2 separate regions of the Bombyx mori genome follow, and region 1 is linked to region 2. Evidence: chromatin contacts called from public Hi-C data. All regions are on one chromosome and are shown on one strand. Each heading gives the region's core, a stretch centred on a gene start, on an enhancer-like site or on the middle of the called end of the contact. The rest is flanking DNA. Distances are from core to core; before and after follow the strand shown. Region 1 has its middle 7.9 kb from the start of LOC134201429. Region 2 has its middle 58 kb from the start of LOC119630565.

Region 1 (6,492 bases), core at 3,122-5,621, 90 kb before region 2:
TTGGAGATTAAAAAATTTCAATGACGATTTTTCGGGTTGATTTACTTAAAATGAATATGACCACTTCTAGTGTTTTTCTTAATTTATGAAACGGGACAACAGCTAATTCACGTAAAAAAAAATATATGTTTTATTAAATGCTCATTATATAATTTTCATCTTACCACAAAACTTTTCTAACTTTTTTTTTCCTACCTATTTAGTAACCTCGAGGGGCTATTCTAGATTCGCCGAATAAGTAGGTGAGCTCACGGGGCTCACACCTGATGACGTTGCTAACACGAACCCTAGCAAGAGCCGTGCTTCGCAGAATCTACCATCGGATCGGAAACGCGACCCATTGAGAAGATCCGGCGGGAAAGTCAGTGGGCTGTGTCTGTGTGTTAATTTACTCGCCGAGCCCCTCGTCGCAAGACACGGGCTCGACGAGAACGATGACCGGTGCTTGAGGTAACTAAAAGCACTATTAATGGATCGGGAGGATCCGAGATGACGTGTTTTGAGTCTAACCTCATAGATGTTGGTGAATGAAGAAAAAAAAACAGAGTTGGAAACCACACCTTTTCACAAAATGATATATTGTAACAAGCTGTTGTATGTCAGCATAATTATGACAGGTCATTGTCCATTAGTCTGATATTTAATAGTCTCTTTTAAATGTAATGTAGTGATTTTTCCGATGATTTCAATTTTTTTTTAATTTATGTAGGTTTGTCCTTAAACTATTATACTTATACTAAGCCGCTCTTTATATATAGAGGACAACGACCCCACAGTCCAACTAATGTTATGTCCAAATTATTTATCCAAAAATCTTCCCACCCCATCGAACACTCCCAACGAAATTTTTATTTCATACCTCAGATATCTGGGTTAATGATTGTCAAAATAAAAAGAATTAACCCAAGTCTTTCAAATGTTTAACTGAGAGGCCATTTTTTTATTTTTTTTATTGCTTAGATGGGTGGACGAGCTCACAGCCCACCTGGTGTTAAGTGGTTACTGGAGCCCATAGACATCCACAACGTAAATGCGCCACCCACCTAATTTATGACTTAAGAAAATTCATCTATTATCTACTGTTGATAAAGGAAAAGCTCGCTGTCGTTTTTAAGACATATCTAAGGTATCACCTTGATTAACTTCTTTTTTTTACATGGCAAGCAAAGGAGAAAGAAGCATTTTGGAAAATTTCATTGGTATGTCTGGGGTGAAGCAGATTTCCACCGACTAAGCATTCATATATGCTTTCGTGAATCCGCATCCTATCCAGTATTGACAGTGGAGCAATCCTCTACTGGACCTCCCCCATTTTTTTCCCTACCTATCATGATATCCTATCCTGATTGAGAGGCTATTTCAGCTTCTCCTTGACGTGTAGGTGAGCTCACGGGGCTCAAACCGAGAGTGTTAGTAACACTGGCCCTGGCAAGAGCAGTGCTTCGCAGAATCTACCATCGGATCAGAAACGCGACCTCCGGATCCATCTCCCTCGTGGCCCATAGGGGACGACTGTTAGATTCGTGTTTAGTGTGACACAGGTACAATGCGTATGGAGTGATGTCAGGAGATATCAAGTTGAATACGCCATAAAGTCTGAAAGGAAAGGCGAAAATTTAACGTCGCTTTCAGGTCGTACAAGAGCGCAAATACCAACATGAAGTCAAAACACGTTGCCAAAATGCTAGACTGTATAGCTAGCTATCTTCCGAAAGCCGTCGTGGCCTAAAGGATAAGACGTCCGGTTCATTCGTATGTAGCGATGCACCGGTTTTCGAATCCCGCAGGCGGGTACCAATTTTTCTAATGAAATACGTACTTAAAAAATGTTCATGATTGACTTCCACGGTGAAGGAATAATATCGTGTAATAAAAATCAAACCCGCAAAATCATATTTTGCGTAATCACTGGTGGTAGGACCTCTTGTGAGTCCGCACGGGTAGGTACCACCACCCGCCTATTTCTGCCGTGAAGCAGTAATGCGTTTCGGTTTGAAGGGTGAGGCAGCCGTTTTAACTATAACTAGTCAGGTCATAAGTATTGTCACACAGTAAAAAAAATTCTTTTAGAATGCTGGCCACAAAAACGTTTAATGAATTCGAATGTCGAATTGTTCATGAAAATAAAAATGTATAACTTTTATAATTTTACTCATTTTTAAATATGGAGTGGACGCTTAAAGAAGACCGTGTTGCAGTTATTGCGTTGCATCGTTGCGGTTACGCACCAATTCAAATTTTTAACATACTGAAAATTTTTAATATAACCAAAAGATTCATTTATCGTACCATCGAACGATACAATGAAGACTCTAGTGTAGATGACAGGTCAAGAAGTGGTCGCCCTCGGTCTGTTAGGACTCCAGCAGTGATAAAAGCTGTGAAGGCGCGAATTCAAATAAATCCCAAACGTAAGCAGAAACTGTTGGCCCTTCAGATGGGGTTAAGCAGAACCACGGTGAAAAGGGTGTTAAATGAAGACTTAGGGCTTCGGGCATATTGAAGAAAAACAGGACATTGTTTGAATGCTCGTCTAATGGACCTGAGACTGAAGAGATGCCGCGCTTTGTTGAAGTGGTACGCGGGAAAAAAATATCGGGAAATTCTTTTTTCGGATGAAAAAAATTTTACCGTAGAAGAGAGCTACAACAAACAAAATGATAAGGTGTACGCACACAGTAGTGAAGAAGCGAGCAACCGTATTCCGCGTGTCCAACGAGGTCATTTTCCATCCTCGCTCATGGTATGGTTGGGAGTTTCTTATTGGGGCTTAACAGAGGTACATTTTTGTGAGAAAGGTGTAAAAACGAATGCAGTTGTGTATCAAAATACAGTCCTGACGAACCTTGTGGCACCTGTTGCTCATACCATGTTCAATAACAGGCACTGGGTATTCCAACAAGATTCGGCGCCAGCTCATAGAGCGAAGAGCACACAAGACTGGCTGGCGGCGCGTGAAATCGACTTCATCCGGCACGAAGACTAGCCCTCCTCCAGTCCAGATTTCAATCCGTTAGATTACAAGATATGGCAACACTTGGAGGAAAAGGCGTGCTCAAAGCCTCATCCCAATTTGGAGTCGCTCAAGACATCCTTGATTAAGGCAGCCGCCGATATTGATATGGACCTCGTTCGTGCTGCGATAGACGACTGCCGCGCAGATTGAAGGCCTGTATTCAAAATCACGGAGGTCATTTTGAATAAACTTTAGTGTCATAAGAATCTATGTTTTGTTAAGTTCATTTTGGTATATGAATGGTTACATAATGAATAAACTTGTTTCAATTATTTTACATTAAACATGTGACAGAATTTATGAACTGACTAGGTACTTGAGACCTTAGAACTTATATCTCAAGGTGGGTGGCGCATTTACATTGTAGGTGTCAATGGGCTCCAGTAACCACTTAACACCAGGTGGGCTGTGAGCTCGTCCACCCATCTAAGTAATAAAAAAAAAGCCATGCTTTTTTATCGCTCACCAAGACTGCAAGAAGAAACTTTTGCCGGTCTAGTCTTCCACCACTACGCAAGTTCAATAACGGCCTGCCTGGCCCATAGTGCGAAAAAGAATTCTGACCTTCTACTCAAACTCTTCGCATCCAACTCGACTATAGATGACAGAGGAACAACACCACTAAATACCTCATGGTGTGATAGCTCTCTGCCCAAGATCTGCTGCACACAATGCACGTACTAAGCAGATTGCATCCCTGTAGTCGTTTTGAAAACATAGGCCCTTATAGCACTAAGAGGGTTCCGTCTTCGTCGAAGACTGCTTTACCTCCACCTTGTCCCCAAGAAGGATGAACGATCGGACCACTCAAAGTAGAAGCCTATCATGAAAACTTCTTCGCTTTCCAAGATGATAGAGTGAATAAAAAAATATGCTACTCCTAATGTAGGAACTCGTTTTAGGAACTCGAGCTTATTAGTCACCGACAGTACAGATTTCGGTCACTGCCGCTGGGGATTTTAAAGTATATCTTACTCATAGGTCGGCTGAAACCATGGAAATCAAGAGGAGGCTCTCTCTGTGAGCCTCTGTCTCTGGCCTATTCGAAGCTACCAGCTTACGGATTCTTCGAGAAACTTTGCAAGTGGATCGCTAGCTTTTTGGATGGGCGAAGTATTACTATCGTCGTCGACGGGTGCTGCCCCTGACATCTTGATCATCCACTATAGCGTTCCACAGGTTTCGGTGCCGAGGATAGGTACTGAAAAAGATACTAGGACTAGTTCAGAGAGATGGCGGTTCTTGGCACATCTGGAAAAACAAGGCTTTTTGGTGAGTTAAATATTCTAGGGGAGATAAAGGTGCGGAGGCTCGGATGGCCCGGCCTTGTAGTGCATATGGAGCAGGATCGGGCTGTGAAACAGGTGTACGCGGGTGTACTGGAGGGACGCCACCCCGTAGGGAGGCCCAAGTACCGCTGGTCTGACACTGTGGGAGGAAATTTACGTGAGCTCCAAATGTCGGACTGGCAAGGTGTTGTGTAGTGCCGGGACGAATGGCGAGGTTTATTATCGGAGGCCAAGACCCACTTCGGGGGCATAGTGCCAGCACAATAGTATTCTACTATCATCATAGTCTATCTCGAAGCGTGGTGCAAATCACTTGTCAAATCATTTAAACATAATCCAAAAAAGGAAACTGCTTTCAGAATAAAATACGAATTTCATCAAAGTAGTCGAAGTCAATTTTTTTTTATTGCTTATTTGAGTGGGCGAGCTCACAGCCCACCTGGTGTTAAGTGGTTACTGGAGCCCATAGACATCTACAACGTAAATGCGCCACCCACCTTGAGATATAAGTTCTAAGGTCTCAGTATAGTTACAACGGCTGCCCCACCCTTCAAACCGAAACGCATTACTGCTTCACGGCAGAAATAGGCAAGGTGGTGGTACCTGTCCGTGCGGACTCACAAAAGTTCCGACCACCAGTAATTGAATATGTATTCAATTGAATATGAATTATTAAGGATAACTTAAAATTGGGGCTAAATGAGACAAAAGGTACACCTAGAAAAAAGTTCCGTAGTAACACGCATAAAATACAGTTGAATTGAAAAGTCCTCGTAGCAGATATTAAAACTAGATTAAGTTTCATTCGACGTGCCATCAGCAAATTGTGCATGTTACCTATTAACGAAAGTGATTCCTGAAAGCATTGCGCCCGGGAGGATGTTCAAGATTTCATAGTGTGAAACGAAACGCATATGCGCATTTCTTATATTATCTGTGCATTTTTCACTTAATCACGGATTTTTTGGCGGGAACGCGAGGAATGAAGTTGTGTGATTAGTGTTTCTTCGGGTTTAAATGTGTAATAATAGTGGTTTATTAACTGTTTAATATCTGTGAAAGTGCACAAATGTGGGAAAATGAAACAAAGCTGCTGGACTTAACTTCTCGGGATCCTCCAAAAAGTCCACTGAAAAAATCTTAGTAAATGATCACCATTTTACTAAGATTAAATTTCATTCCATATCATCTCATTTCATTTAATTTCATCCCAGTTGATTAACGTCTCAAATTAATCATTTTCATTTCATTTCACTCCATATTATTATTTTTCATAAAAATAAGAATATAAATTAAAATAAGACATGAATTAAAGGTCTCAGTTACCAGGTCATAAAATCTCCTAAATAAAAAATAACAAAATCACGATTCTGGATTTTTGGCGGGAACGCGAGGAATGAAGTTGTGTGATTTGTTTTATTTTGTCTATTTAGTGTTTCTTCGGGTTTAAATGTGTAATAATGGTGGTCTATTAACTGTTTAATATAATAATATGTGAAAGTGCACAAATGTGGGAAAATGAAACAAAGCCGCTGGACGTAACTTCGCGGGATCCTCCAAAAAGTCCACTGAAAAAATCTTAGTAAATCACCACCATTTTACTAAGATTATATTTCATCACATATCATCTCATTTCATCTAATTTCATCCCAGTTGATTAATGTCTCAAATTGATCATCTTCATTTCATTTCACTCCATATTATCATTTTTCATAAAAATAAGAATATAAATTAAAATAAGACATGAATTAAAGGTCTTAGTTACCAGGTCATAAAATCCCTTAAAAAAAACACGATTTTGGCGCCCATTTTTATAAATTTTCAATATTTTATCTAAAATTGTTATTGTTGGACTAAAAATTATATTTAACATCAATTTGACAAAACCGACTTTTTATGGGTCAAGAAAAAAATATATATACTCTGTTGTTAGTTATTACATGAAAACTTTGGATTTTGTTTAATGAAAAAATCCCCTTAACTACATATAAAAATATACATATAAACGTAACCCCTATCCGTAACATTTGATATAAAAAGCCCTCGTCTATGATTTGATTTAACCAGCGAGTCTATTTTTTCTATGATCGAGGGGCTGTATTGTATACAAAAACATCGTCTAATTTATTCGTATTTCTATTTGACGATTGGTTGGAAGTGTGGCAAATGAATTTAAATATGTATCTG
Region 2 (7,500 bases), core at 4,080-6,579:
AGATGGATGGTACGGGTCGTCTAGCTGTCGTGCCATACGCACCAACATTGATATAGCCCATACCTTGAAGCATAATATCGGGATATTCGAATAGAAATCGCACCTATTAAAAATTGCCAACCTTCCCCAAATACCCCAAAAGTTCGGGGCGGTGCGTACCTCGGCGCAAAGTAACAGGCTCGCGGCATCTGAAGGGCTAAGCTCCTGGTTGCTAGGCAACGCCTTCGCATCACCCGATCGATACAGCCGCGGCGGACTTTTCTTTGATTCATGAACGTCTGCATAACAATGTTAAAACGCAAAACACATTGCGATTCAGTTTCTAAAAAACAAGCCCCTGGAACAATAGCGACTTTTTTGAGTGATAGTGGATGGAACATGTTAATGGTGATATTTTTATACCACACTATCACTGTCGTAAATTAATTTGCGCTTATAGTATTCGCGGCAAATAATTTAACATTGCTTAGGTTCTAAATCTCAAAATGGATCGTACTAACTAAATGGATGATTCTAACTAGACTACGGACGAAGTGAAAATAAAAAAACAAATCGGTTAAATCGCTTTATACATAGAATTAAAAAGATCAATTAAATGAAACAAAATTACTATGCAATCGAAAATCAAATTATCTAGTAAATTGCGGCATACGCTGATACTTGGACAATTGGAAAAGGAACCCGTCGGGATACGATCGCAGTGCGAGATTTACTATAGATTTTTTCACAATAAATTATATATCTTAAATTACTGTAATAAACTAGTAAATAAACTAATGAAATACACCCCCAAACTATTTTCAACGCCTTCAAAACTTTCAATTAACTTTAATATCTGTTCATGCATCAAGGACTTATGACAATACAATAATTTTACAAACCTTCATTCTTGTGTCAACAAGACAAAAAAAAAGATGAAATTAATTGTTATACATACTCTATTCCAATTACGAAGTCCCTTTTGACACTTCTTAGAACGAAACTCTTCACCTTTCGCGTGATTTGAATCTGATTTCATTGTCGTAAACTTCATTTAAAAAATACACAATCAATCCAAATCAATAACATCTATCAAATGGGACTTCGTAATTGGAATATAGTATAGTTCGTTTGGTAATCTAGATACATTATTTATTTATGAGCATATTTATTTTGAGGAGGTGATAAGGCATACTTTTAGATGTACCACTTACTGTATTCATTGATTTACTGAACCAATTTCAATATGAGTTTACTCCAAAATAATGAAACCATATTATAGCAAGCAATGTGTAGCTTCATATAGGACATTAACCTCACTGACTAATATTGTTCGACCGTTTCAATTAGCTGTAAACGGCGACAAATCGAGACAAATCCGACGTGTACGCTAAGTGGATGACACAAATCTGTTTGGTGGACCTGTCTACCCTCGCACTACGTATGAAAATCTACAGGACATCAGACAGGATTAAGGATGATACCTCTTATAGAAAGTGGTTTGTTATTAGTTTAGATTATTAAGCCTCTCATTTGAAAAATTCAGAATTATATTCTTCTGGCATTTCCGTTTTACTTCTATTGTGACATTTTTTAAATTTCGAATAATTTACAGTTTTCGTGGGCATGATCGGCTAACTGTAACTTAACTGTATAGTAGCGGGATTAAACTGTAAAAGTAGTTTTAATCATATGTCGTCTATTCAACGTTTCCGAAAGAAAAAATCTAAAAATACTTAAACCGAACACAAACCTTCGTAGTTTTCTAAGCATAGCTTACATGTGACTTAATAAGCTTTCAAAAAAATTTCAGAGAATCACTTTTTTTTAAAATACGCAGTAACATCCACACACGCACGAAAAACTGGCTTTTTGTCGAACCGTCACTCGTAAAAGCACATATTTCACGAACCAAAAACTTTCAATACTTTCTTAGTAGAAACATCCTAGCACTCTGTCTTACAACTTATCCTGTCTGTGACTAAATAAAAAATAATGTTCTCAAAAACCCCAACAAAATTATGCAAACGCTTAAAAACTTCAAATAACGCATAGAAAAGAGCTGAATTTTAATTACTCAAACCCTTTCGGGCCGTCAAGAGTAAAGTTTCGCACGTAAATAAAACTGCATCAAATTAAAAAAGCAAGAAATTGTTACCAATTCCAAAGCGGTACGAAACGTGTGAGAAAAATATATATTTAAGCGAAGCTTTTTCAGGACAGTAAATGTTAATTTTATTTAAATAACGCTATTAATTATGCTTATAACAGGTGAGGTCAAGTTATCTCGGGAAAGGGTCATCTTAAAGAAGAGAGAATGGTTTCTGTTGAGCCAATCTGAATAATGCAAATGTGAATTGCTAATGAGCTGGATATTCACACGGTCTTTGGTTTTCGTTTCGAGATAATATTTAAATACCCTGCTATGGTTTTACATGTAACTTGTATTTTGTATTTATAGTACTTAACAAATGTTCACGATTGACTTCCACGGTGAAGGAATAACATCGTGTAATCAAAACCAAACCCGCAAAATTATAATTTGCGTAATTACTGGTGGTAGGGCCTCTTATAAGTCCGCGTGGCTAGGTACCACCACCCTGCTTATTTCTGCCGTGAAGCAGTAATGCTTTTCGGTTTGAAGGGTAGGGCAGCGGTTGTAACTATACTTGAGACCTTAAAACTTATATCTCAAGGTGGGTGGCACATTTACGTTGTAGATGTCTATGGGCTCCAGTAACCACTTAACACATCTAAGCTATAAAAATAAACTTAACACCAAATCAGTGAAAACATTTAAATTGTGTTTTTTGATCGAACCCAACCAAAAACTTAGCGTCGTTTTAAGCCGTTCGACAAGTTTTTTATGCTTTTTTAGCAAAAAATGTGACGGACTCTTACATTATACAAATGCACAACCTCAAATAAGATAAACGAATTTACTATAAACAAATGAAATCACTTCAAGAACACTTCTGGGCGTAGCTGGAAGCCTCTTAGGCTATTAGAGAATAGGCAGGAAAAAAAAAGAAAAAAAAAGTACAAGAAAGAACTAATGTGTACAAATAATTAAGGACAGTCTACACGGCTTTCGTTAGAAGCCGTATTTAAAGTTAAGCCGCATAATATTAGTGAAAATTTAAATAATGCCCTTCTCGAGTTTCGCTTCATGCAAATACGCAGTATCTATCAGGGCTATTCTTATTGTCGGCACACGTAGGGTTAAAGGTGATCTCATTCTGAGCAGGTCAGCGTGACCTCTGACCCGCGGTTCTCACGGATGACCCTTCTTGAATATTAATTTTTGTTATCTTAATTTTTATACAGTGTACACGTTTTCAGTCAGTAGTTTTGTTTCGTCCGTACAGTTTAAAATAGAATAGGGTTCCAACGGCACGTATCTTAAAATGTCGCGAAAATTTTAGAAATTTCGGGCACGACGAATCTTCACTACGTACGGGTGACGTCATTTGTGGTCAAAACAAAGAATGAGGTAACCGTGTTTTCGAAACCAATATTATTTAAACAATAATATTAAAAACGATTAGAATATGACATCGTTTGCTGTGGTCGGTATTTTTGCTTTTATATTTATTTTTTTGCTTAGATGGGTGGACGAGCTCACCGCACACATGGTGTAAATGGTTGCCGGAGCCCATAGACATCTACAACGTAAATGCCGCCACCCACCTTGAGATACGAGTTCTAAGGTCTCAGTATAGTTACAAAGGCTGCCCCACCCTTCAAACCGAAACACATTACTGCTTCACGGCAGAAATAGGCAGGGTGGTGGTACCTATCCGTGCGGACTCACAAGAGGTCCTACCACCAGTAATTACGCAAATTATTATTTTGCGGGTTTGATTTTTATTACACCATGTTATTCCTTCACCGTGGAAGTCAATCGTGAACATGTGTTAAATACGTATTCCATTAGAAAATTTGGTACCCGCCAGCGGGATTCGAACACCGGTGCATCGCTACATACGAATGCACCGGACGTCTTATCCTTTAGGTCACGACGACTTCAATGCTACTTTATGTTAGAATTATTAGATTTTATTTATTAGGCAATATGAAATATTAACCATTTCATTGAAATATCTTTGTGTGTCAAAATATCTATTGATTTATCAAGTTTTAAAGGAATAAGAGAAGTACTTTTTATAATATTTGTTTTTCTATTTGTTTGTTGGATTTTCTATAAAAGTGTGTTTTTTTGTTATTTTTTTTTTTACTATTTTTTATTTTTTAATTTTAGTAGCATATTATATCATAAATTATTCATTATTGTACATTCAGGCAAATACAACAGTTTCCAATTTGCCAGGTGAAAAAAAGAAGGCGATCAAATTAAGTTATTGTTTTGACTGTAGTAACTAACTAACGGGTCAAACTGTTTAATATTGAATTGACGTCGGTCCTTGGTAAGTACGACAAATTTCGAGTTAATCCGACGTTTTGAAGGGATTAAAATCATGATCAAAGATTCCGTTACATACTAACATACGTATGAAGCTAATAAAAGCGTATTAAAAAGACTTCTTTAACACACAAACCCGCCGCAGATTTTACGGTAGGCAGCGACTTGGCTCTGCCCCTGGCATTGCTGACGTCCATGAGCGACGGTGACCGCTTACCATCAGGTGGGCCGTATGCTCGTCTGCTTACAATGGCAATAAAAAAATAAAAAAAAAGATCCCGACAAAGCTTAAAGCTTAAATAGACAAACATTTTCCTTGTTAGCTTTTACGTAACTTCAACGTAGATTTTTTACAAACAACCTACCGATGGAAATACCAATAATTAAACTGTAAATTCGTATTTAACTAACCCAAAACTTTTAGTGTGCATGCTTTTAATCATACAACATTACAAAACATCATTTTCGGTATATTCGGTTTGCTTTACCCGAAATAGCGTATAATTGAAACTCGCATTGCAACTGTTAATTACGATCAAAAACCTGTATGCCGTTTTTAAAACAAACATTCATCATTTTCGATGGGTTTAAAAACGTTAATGATTTTTGATCGTAATTATTTCGTATTACAGGTAAGTAAGTACTTTCGAAAACGCTTCAACCACGCGTTGTCCGAACAAAGCGTTTTACGTCTATATGTATTATTCCTGTACGTGTGTTACCCCCTAATGTTACACGCACTGTGGGGTCGTTACCCCCGGCCCGAGCCTCTCCCCCTACGCATCGGTTTTTCGCCCGCAAGATAAAGACCAACAAAAAAAAGAAAACGCGAAAAACCCCGCTGTCCCTTACTAACGCGTTGCCGATGCAATCGTGCGAGCAGTACAACATCTAAGCTACGAACGACTCACGAAAACTTGGGCCCCGCCCGAGACGCCTCTATCCATCCCTTTCGGTTTTTCACAATTTTCATTCAACAATACTCATACAATAAGGACGTCAGCGCTTTCGTCGCTACATAGAAATTTGAACTCTTTGCTTACTGCTTTAAAGCCGAATATTGAACGAGGGTAAACGTGTTCGAAAATATTTTAGAATGCAAAACACTGGGGTGTGGAATGTCTCGCTCGCTCGCAAAAAAGCAATATCTCATGGCGAGGGGGGGGTGTTAGATGACGCGGGGCGGGGGTTGTGGATAGTGGCCGCCATGTTGCCGACGGCCGCTGAAGTCTAGTATTAATTTTGACTTAATCGTCCATTTATACCAAGCATTTTACTGTACTAGTAATGTTTTTATTGGTATTGGGAGCTTATATCGTTTTAATAAATAGGCAAATAGGAAACGGTTCAGCGTGTTTTTCTGAACTGTTCGTCAATCGATTTTATTTTTCGTTAAGTAGCTACGATTTTTAGTGTTGTCAGCAGAATTAATTAGCTTAGAAACACTCTTTCTCAACTTGACAATTGAAACATTACCATCGAATCTTGATATAAGATTTTGTACCCTATAGTTTTATAATTAAATTACATTTTCAAATAGAAACTACCTGAAGTAAACGTATTAAAAAAAATTAGAAATAAACATTTTTAGAAGTGAGCAACTTTTTTTTTTCATGATTTTAAATAAAAATGACACATTCAAGAGAATTATACTATGATATTCTGATGTGTTACGACAGAAAAATAACTACAAAAACCTTAACTCAAAATACTTAAAAAATAATTATTATTGGCCTTGTGGGCAGATGAGCATACGGCTGACCTGTTGGGGAGTGGTTACTGTCGCCCATGGACTTCAACAATGCCAGGGGTTACAATTGCACCCGGGAATTGCTGTGGACCCGAGTTCTTATCATTGTATCTACGGTTTCCCGCGCTAAGCTTTCTAGTTAAGATATTATTAATTCAGTATTAAAGGTATTTTCATTTCTTATATCGGGGAAGCTCACAGCCCACCCGGTGTCAAGAGTTTGCCGGAGTCCATAGACATCACAACACGAATGCCAGCTTTAGGCATGAGGTTAAAGTTTTAATTGTAACAGCTATCCTATTCTTTAAAATCCCTCAGCTCCAAACGCAGTAGGAAGTTAGTAGTAGTAGTAGCTATCTGTCCGGGCTTACAATACGTCCTACCTATAAATTCCGGTTGATACAACGTAAATACGGCCACCTACCTTGAGACATGAACTTTAAGGTCTCAGTTTTAACAGTACAACGGCTGCCCCAGCCTTCAAACCGAAACGCATTGCTGCTTCACGGCAGAAGTAGGCAGGGTGGTGCTACCTACCCATGCGGACTGACAAGACCACCTCCAGACCAGACTCCTACCACCTTCTTATACTTCTTTGTTGTTGTTAAGGGGCTATCCCAATTACGCGCTGACTGGAATGTCCCTACTAATTCTCCAGCGAATCTCTTAGTCGCCGTTACGATACCCACGTGAAGAGATAACGTTCTACTTTAAACTGACACCTCAGACCACTCTGTCCTTTCCTGATGATAGGAATTTTTCATTTAAAGAGCTTTCATTAAAGTAGAAATTTCAATTAAATGTATGGACACATCTTAAGTAATTGCAACCGGATTTTGGTTAGTAAATTGTTTAAATGTGTTTTGATGTGAGCATCAATCAATACCTATGTATACATGTTATTAAAAAAAACCTATTTTTCTACTGACTTCAAAAGTGAGGGAGGTACTCAATTCGACTGTTTTTATCTGTGTTACTTCAGACCTTTTTTCTTGGACCACGTATTTTGTTTTTATTTTATTTGAAAATTGGTGCTTGTCGTGTAGTGAATTTATTAAGATCTCACCACGACTAAGTTTTTGAGTTATTCATAATAACGCACATATAATTGACTGCAGCCACGTTAATGATATTGTCATTATGTTTTAATGTTTTATAGAAGACGATTTTCTTTATTGTTAAAATTATTTAAGTTTGTTTTTTTAGTCCTGCCTATTCGTTGGTAATCTAAGGGGATATTCCAGCTACGTGTGGATGTGTAGGTGAGCCCACGGACTCAACCTGAGAGAATTTGCTAACTTGCTTTCTACCACCGGATCGGAATAGCGATCCTTTGAGAAAATTCGGT

The links. Hi-C and Micro-C count contacts between places; a contact is called where the count stands out from the background.
Region 1: a contact with region 2 is called in a Hi-C map of posterior silk gland, with 1.9 times the contacts expected there. The contact joins two enhancer-like sites. A contact is called at or near these places in 2 of 7 Hi-C or Micro-C datasets (middle silk gland and posterior silk gland).

The regions. Positions count from the first base shown.
Region 1 is chr25:10,308,425-10,314,916 of ASM3026992v2, reverse strand. No RefSeq gene overlaps it. Among protein-coding and RNA genes, the nearest start is that of LOC134201429, 7.9 kb to the right of the region's middle. Within about 2 kb of position 4,371, at least 1 of the 8 cell types and tissues checked has open chromatin away from gene starts, as enhancers often do.
Region 2 is chr25:10,218,205-10,225,704 of ASM3026992v2, reverse strand. No RefSeq gene overlaps it. Among protein-coding and RNA genes, the nearest start is that of LOC119630565, 58 kb to the right of the region's middle. Within about 2 kb of position 5,329, at least 5 of the 8 cell types and tissues checked have open chromatin away from gene starts, as enhancers often do.